Linked DNA regions of Macaca mulatta: region 1 is linked to region 2. Evidence: chromatin contacts called from public Hi-C data. All regions are on one chromosome and are shown on one strand. Each heading gives the region's core, a stretch centred on a gene start, on an enhancer-like site or on the middle of the called end of the contact. The rest is flanking DNA. Distances are from core to core; before and after follow the strand shown.

Region 1 (2,700 bases), core at 103-2,602, 290 kb before region 2:
CAGCATTTGAATCAGTGGACTGAGTGAAGAAGACCCACTCTTACCAACATAGGTTGGTACCATCTAATGTGTTGAGGACCTTAATAGAAGAAAAAGGCAGAAGAAGGGTCAATTCACTGTGTGTGAGTTGGGACATTCATCTCTTCCCATCCTCAGACATTGGCACTTCTGGTTCTCGGCCTTCTTATTTCAACCAGATTACATCACCAGCTTTCTTGGTTCTCCAGCTTGCAGATGGCAGATGGTGGGACTTCTTGGCCTTCAGAATTGTGTGAACCAATTCCCATTATAAATATGACATGTCTGTGTGTATATATACATATATATACACACACATATATATAAAATAAATGTGGGTATACATACATATATACACATACACACACATATACACACACGCACATATATATACACACATATATACACACACACATACTTATGTATCTTCTATTGGTTCCGTTTTTCTGGATAACCCTGAATTATACAATCTGGTATTATTATACAAAGGAAAGAGGAAAAAGCAAATAAGTCTGCCTTGCCCAAGGCATTAGATTCACATTTTCCTTACATTTTGTGGCTTAATTTCCAGAGTACGTCTCAAAAGTGAATGTCAACTTCCTGATGTTTATACTCGAGGAGAATAAGGTTTGGAGATCTGGGCAGTTTAATGAAGGCACTCACATCGAAAGATTTTGTGAAGCCGAAATTCAAATCCAGATGTGTCCCGTCCAAAGACCACCCTCTTTATACAGCAACATGCTGCTTCCCTGGATCAAGAAACACAAGGTAATTCTCATTCTTATTGTACCACTCACTTATGAAGAGTTAAGCTAGACTTTACTGTCCTTAAGCCTCAGATAATTCACCTGTAAAATTAGAATAACACACTTGCTCAGAACACTTGATCCAACATTATAAAAATAGCATGATCAATCTCAATGGCAAGTCCAGCAAGATAAAATAGTGAGGGGAGAACACAAAGTCCTCTACGTAAGGTCTGCTCTAACACAACATATGTGTTCCTATAAATTACAGCACTGTGGGAAAGTATGCCAGAAAAAACACCAGACTCAGGGAAAAAATGGGGTTATAACACTAAAAACTTGACCAATGACACACAATCACAAAGAAAGGTATCTAATAAAAACAGTAGTGGAATTGTGCACGTGTTAAACGGTTAAGATGTACTTAAATACCAGAATAAACATGGCATTTTCCTTGCAGACTGGAGTTTGCTTGTGGAAGTGGGTGCCAGCAGGGGGCAGCTTGGGAGTCCCTGTGAAGTGGGGACTGGGGTTGATCAGAAATCAAAGAGAAAGTTCTAAAACCAGATGTGAATGGGTGTGGCTCATAACACATGCAGTGATCTGCGGTAGCGGGTAGATGCATGGAGGTGTGTGTGTTTTGCATATTCCTAGGAACCCCGGGTCAGCCGTATGCCATTTCTAGCAGATGAAATAATGCATTGCAAAGATATGTTTACATTGTGCTCAAACTGTTTCCTAATATACTGATTACGCTGAAAGAAATGCAGAGTTTCAAAACAAATGTTAGAGCAAAACTGTTTTTAGGTCCAAAAACTTAGCCAGAAAAATACACAATGAAAGAGACATGAGTTAATAGCCATGTGGCTTAGAACGTCCTCTGAGTTGGCAATTGGCAGAGTGTGGAACCACTGTACTGGGTTAATGAAAACCCAGATTGTGCTGAGAACATACATCGTATGACAACAGCAGCAATAATAATAATAAAGAAATTTACAGACAGGGATCTGGGTGAAGATTATGCTAATTAATTGAACACACAGTTAGAGAGAATCTGTTCTGTTCTAGGCAGATAAAGCACCTTTCCTGGAGGAGAGCCTGATCTGCTGACATGACTGACCACAGAAAACACTGGTGATATCTTGAGGCTTATGGATGCCATTACCTCCACTGTGAGGACGGTGCTATGGGGATTAGCTGTAATGATTCTCCTGGACACTTCCCGGAGCAGGTCAGCGGCTGGACTGAGACCAGCGTTTAAGGCAGTTAGATCCTGACCGAAAGTATTTTCCACTGGACAATGCTGCTGCTTCCCTGTGTCTTCTGATGGGAGAATCTGTATCTCCATTGCTCTGGTAACTCAGTAAGTTGTCAATGCTAAGTTCTCTTTAAGCGACTAACTAGGCCAGACTCTCTTGGGTAGAGTGACATTAATTAGTCACAGCATGGTCTGTGTATAGATACTTTGGACTAGAACCAACATCTGTCAAAATAATGATGTTAAAACTAAGGATTTGTTCTGCAGAGGTTCTGCCCTCCCTCCTGCCCCTCCCCCATAGATGCATTCCCTCCATCTTTGTACGTGCAGGGCCTCGTTCTTCATATCACAATGTGGGGTAATTGTTGTAGGTTCAACTGCCTGTCTCCCTCACTAACTGAGAGTTCCCAGGGAGCAGAGACTGGGTTTTATTCATCTCAGCACCACAGGGATCCAGCGCGGGGTTTACACATAAAAGATGCTATGATGTCAGCTCCATGAGAACAGAGACCATGTGCTCATGTCAGCCCTTGGTGTCTAAGCCAGTGTCTGGCATCAAGGAGACGTGCAGCAAATATTTGTTGGCTGAAAGCATGATCCTTAATGAAAGGTCATTTCCATTACATCAGTTAATTAAATAAAAATGTATCTGTTCAAAATTATGTGGTCAATGAAAAA
Region 2 (2,700 bases), core at 75-2,574:
TGGCCACATTCCCAGGACTCCTGATCGTTAGAGTGACTGTTGTCCCAAGTGGACATAATTATAAATAGCTCCCTTCTTTTACTGAAAGTGTCCTACAGTGGGCAATAAATAATGTAGTCCCCTCCTCCAGTGGAAAATATACTACACGCATGCAAAAGCTCAGAGGGCTCTAGGAGTCGTTCCAACTCCCCTTTCTCAGTTCCTTGAGATTTTTTTTTTTTTTTTAAGTTTGTCCTCTACTAGATTGCTTCTCATTCACCAGGATATCTTAGATCAAGGCTGGCGTTTGAAGCCTCTGCCTGAGTTCAAGCCCCTTTCCTCCTGTGTTCCTGTCCAAGCCCGCGGACTGGAATCTCCCAAGGAAGTTAAGAATAATTCGGGGGGTGGCGAAGGGGGGTGGTGGTGGCGAGGTGGGGGAGGAGGAACTGCAGCCTTCACCTGGCTAACACAAGAGGACTCAGGATGCCCAGCACCCTGGATGGGACCCAACAGCGCTCCCTGGAGGTGTGGGTGCAAGGTTTTGTCTAGCTTGGCCTCCAAGGCCCTCCAGGCAATCAATGCCTTGGGAAGGGAAGAATTCGTGATTGGATTTGACCTGAGTCAAAAGATGCCTTCAGTTCCTCTTCTGCTGAAAATATTAGAAATACAAGCCCAAGGTGTGGGGTCGGGGGCAAGCGGTGGCACCAACTAAAAGGAAGCAATGGATTTCCTTTTAAATGGAGAGGAGGATGTCGGAGAGATACCATGAAACGAATTCTCGAAACTCCAGGCAGCAATACCGATGCAAGCACATTCCTCCAAAACAAAGCTCCTCGTTCAGGGCCACATCTTAGCCTGGGGGCCGAATGCTCAGAGCGTGCCTGGCTTTCTGGGGAAAAGCGCCAGGAGTATGAACGAGCTACGGAGTCGGCGCTGCGGGAGCAGATTGTGGGGGGACGGCTTCGGAGCCGCTGCTGTTGCGGGGCGCGCAGCCGAGACCCAGCGTGCTGCGCCCGGGGCCCCGGGCCGCGGAAGGATATTTCACTTTGTTTACCTCCCCGGCCGGGTGAGGGAGCTGCGAGGCCGGTGCTGGCGCCCCCGGCACCGAGCTGCAATGGCAGCGGCGCGGGGAGCCGCCCGAGGACTGGCAGCGGCGGGGCTGATTGATGGGCGCCCGGCGCAATGAGGGGGGCCCGGGCGGGGGCGGGGCGGGGCCGGCTCTGGGCTGAGCCAGTCGCGGGGGCGGCGGGGGGGCGGAGGCTCCGTGGAAATGTGTCGGTGACATTGAATGGGGAGACCGAGCGCGAGCGAGGCGCGCGCGCGCACACGCGCACACACGGCCCCGCTCGCTCCGAGATCCCCGGCCACGTAAGTAACTATTAATACCGCCTCGCCGGGGGATGCGGGCGTGCTGAGCGCGGGGATTGGCCTCGGGCACCGTCGGCCGTCCCCTTTAATTTTTAAATACACGGTCCCCTCTTTTCTCTGGGGGGGGGCAAGCAAGAAATCAAAGAAGGAGGAGACAAGCCGTCAATTTTCTTCAAAACAAACCCCACCGGGCAATTTGGGCTCGGGGTAGTGGGAGACGGAGTGGTTGCAAATTATTCCAAGACGAGATCCAGTTCTCCAGCGGGAGAGGGGCAAAGGAACGCTGCGCGTTGGAAGGGCCGGGGACGCAGCTCCCATTGCAGCGCCCGCAGGACCCCCGCAAGCTCGTGCCGGCGAAATCGGAGACCGCCGATCTGTGCTTATTCTCTCTTGCACGTCTGGCTGCATTCGGAGGAAGACCCAGGGCGCAAGCGAGCGGCGACAGCATGAGCCTGTGCTGACCTCCGCGCGGCGGGCCGAGCCCAGGGCTTTGTCGCGGTACCTGCGCCCAGCCCGCGCCGCAACTCTGTGCCCGGCTTTTGCAATCTTTTGTTGGCAGCGCTGACCGCTCCAAGTTAAATGCTCCCTTGCTATTTTTCTTTTTTTTGTTTGTTTGTTTAATTTTTGGAGAGCTCGCGATCTTGGAAAAGCCTCAGACGCCATCTACAGTTAAAACGTAGGTAACTGCCCTCTCTCGCACCCCCCCCTTCCACGCCCCCCACCCTTTCCACCAAAAAAAGGGGGTGCAGCGCGGATTCTGGCTGCCGTGCGTCGCCAGCCGGTAGACCCGTGCTTGTTTCCTTTCTCTTTTTGTTTGACTTCTAACGCGTTGGGACTGAGCCGCCGCCGTGAGCGCCCCGAAGACTGCACAAACTACCGCGGGCTCCTCCGCCCCGTCTGCGATTCGGAAGCCGGCCTGGGGGTCGCGTCGGGAGCCCTGGCGCTGCAGCTCAGCACCCTAGCAGCCCGGGTACTCATCCAGATCCACGCTGGGGACACACACACAGAGTAACTAAAAGTGCGGCGATTCTGCACATCGCCGACTGCTTTGGGGTAACAAAAGGACCCGAGTTGCCTGCCGACCAAGGACCCCCGGGAGCCGGGCTCGGAGCAGACAAGGTATCCGGCGGCGCCCATTTGGGGGCTTCTAACTCTTTCTCCACGCAGTCCCTCTCCTGTCCCCTCCCCTCTCGCTCCCTTTTAAAATCAGTGGCACCGAGGCGCCTGCAGCCGCACTCGCCAGCGACTCATCTCTCCGGCGGGTTTTTTTTGTTTGTCGTGTGCGATCCTCACACTCATGAACATACACAGGTCTACCCCCATCACAATAGCGAGATATGGGAGATCGCGGAA

Evidence for each region. A called contact is a pair of places that touch in the nucleus more often than the background predicts.
Region 1: a Hi-C map of blood shows a contact between it and region 2, with 2.9 times the contacts expected there. The contact joins the enhancer-like site here to the promoter of TRIB2 in region 2. A contact is called at or near these places in 3 of 14 Hi-C or Micro-C datasets (CD4 T cells, blood and liver).

What each region holds. Positions count from the first base shown.
Region 1 is chr13:112,421,998-112,424,697 of T2T-MMU8v2.0, reverse strand. No RefSeq gene overlaps it. Among named protein-coding and RNA genes, the nearest start is that of TRIB2, 290 kb to the right of the region's middle. Within about 2 kb of position 1,352, at least 3 of the 40 cell types and tissues checked have an H3K27ac peak or open chromatin away from gene starts, as enhancers often do. A contact at or near this core is called in blood, where this site is marked.
Region 2 is chr13:112,130,382-112,133,081 of T2T-MMU8v2.0, reverse strand. It overlaps TRIB2 (tribbles pseudokinase 2), which reads left to right and starts at 1,324. Exons shown (of 4, transcript XM_015111742.3): 1 at 1,324-2,466; 2 at 2,659-2,700.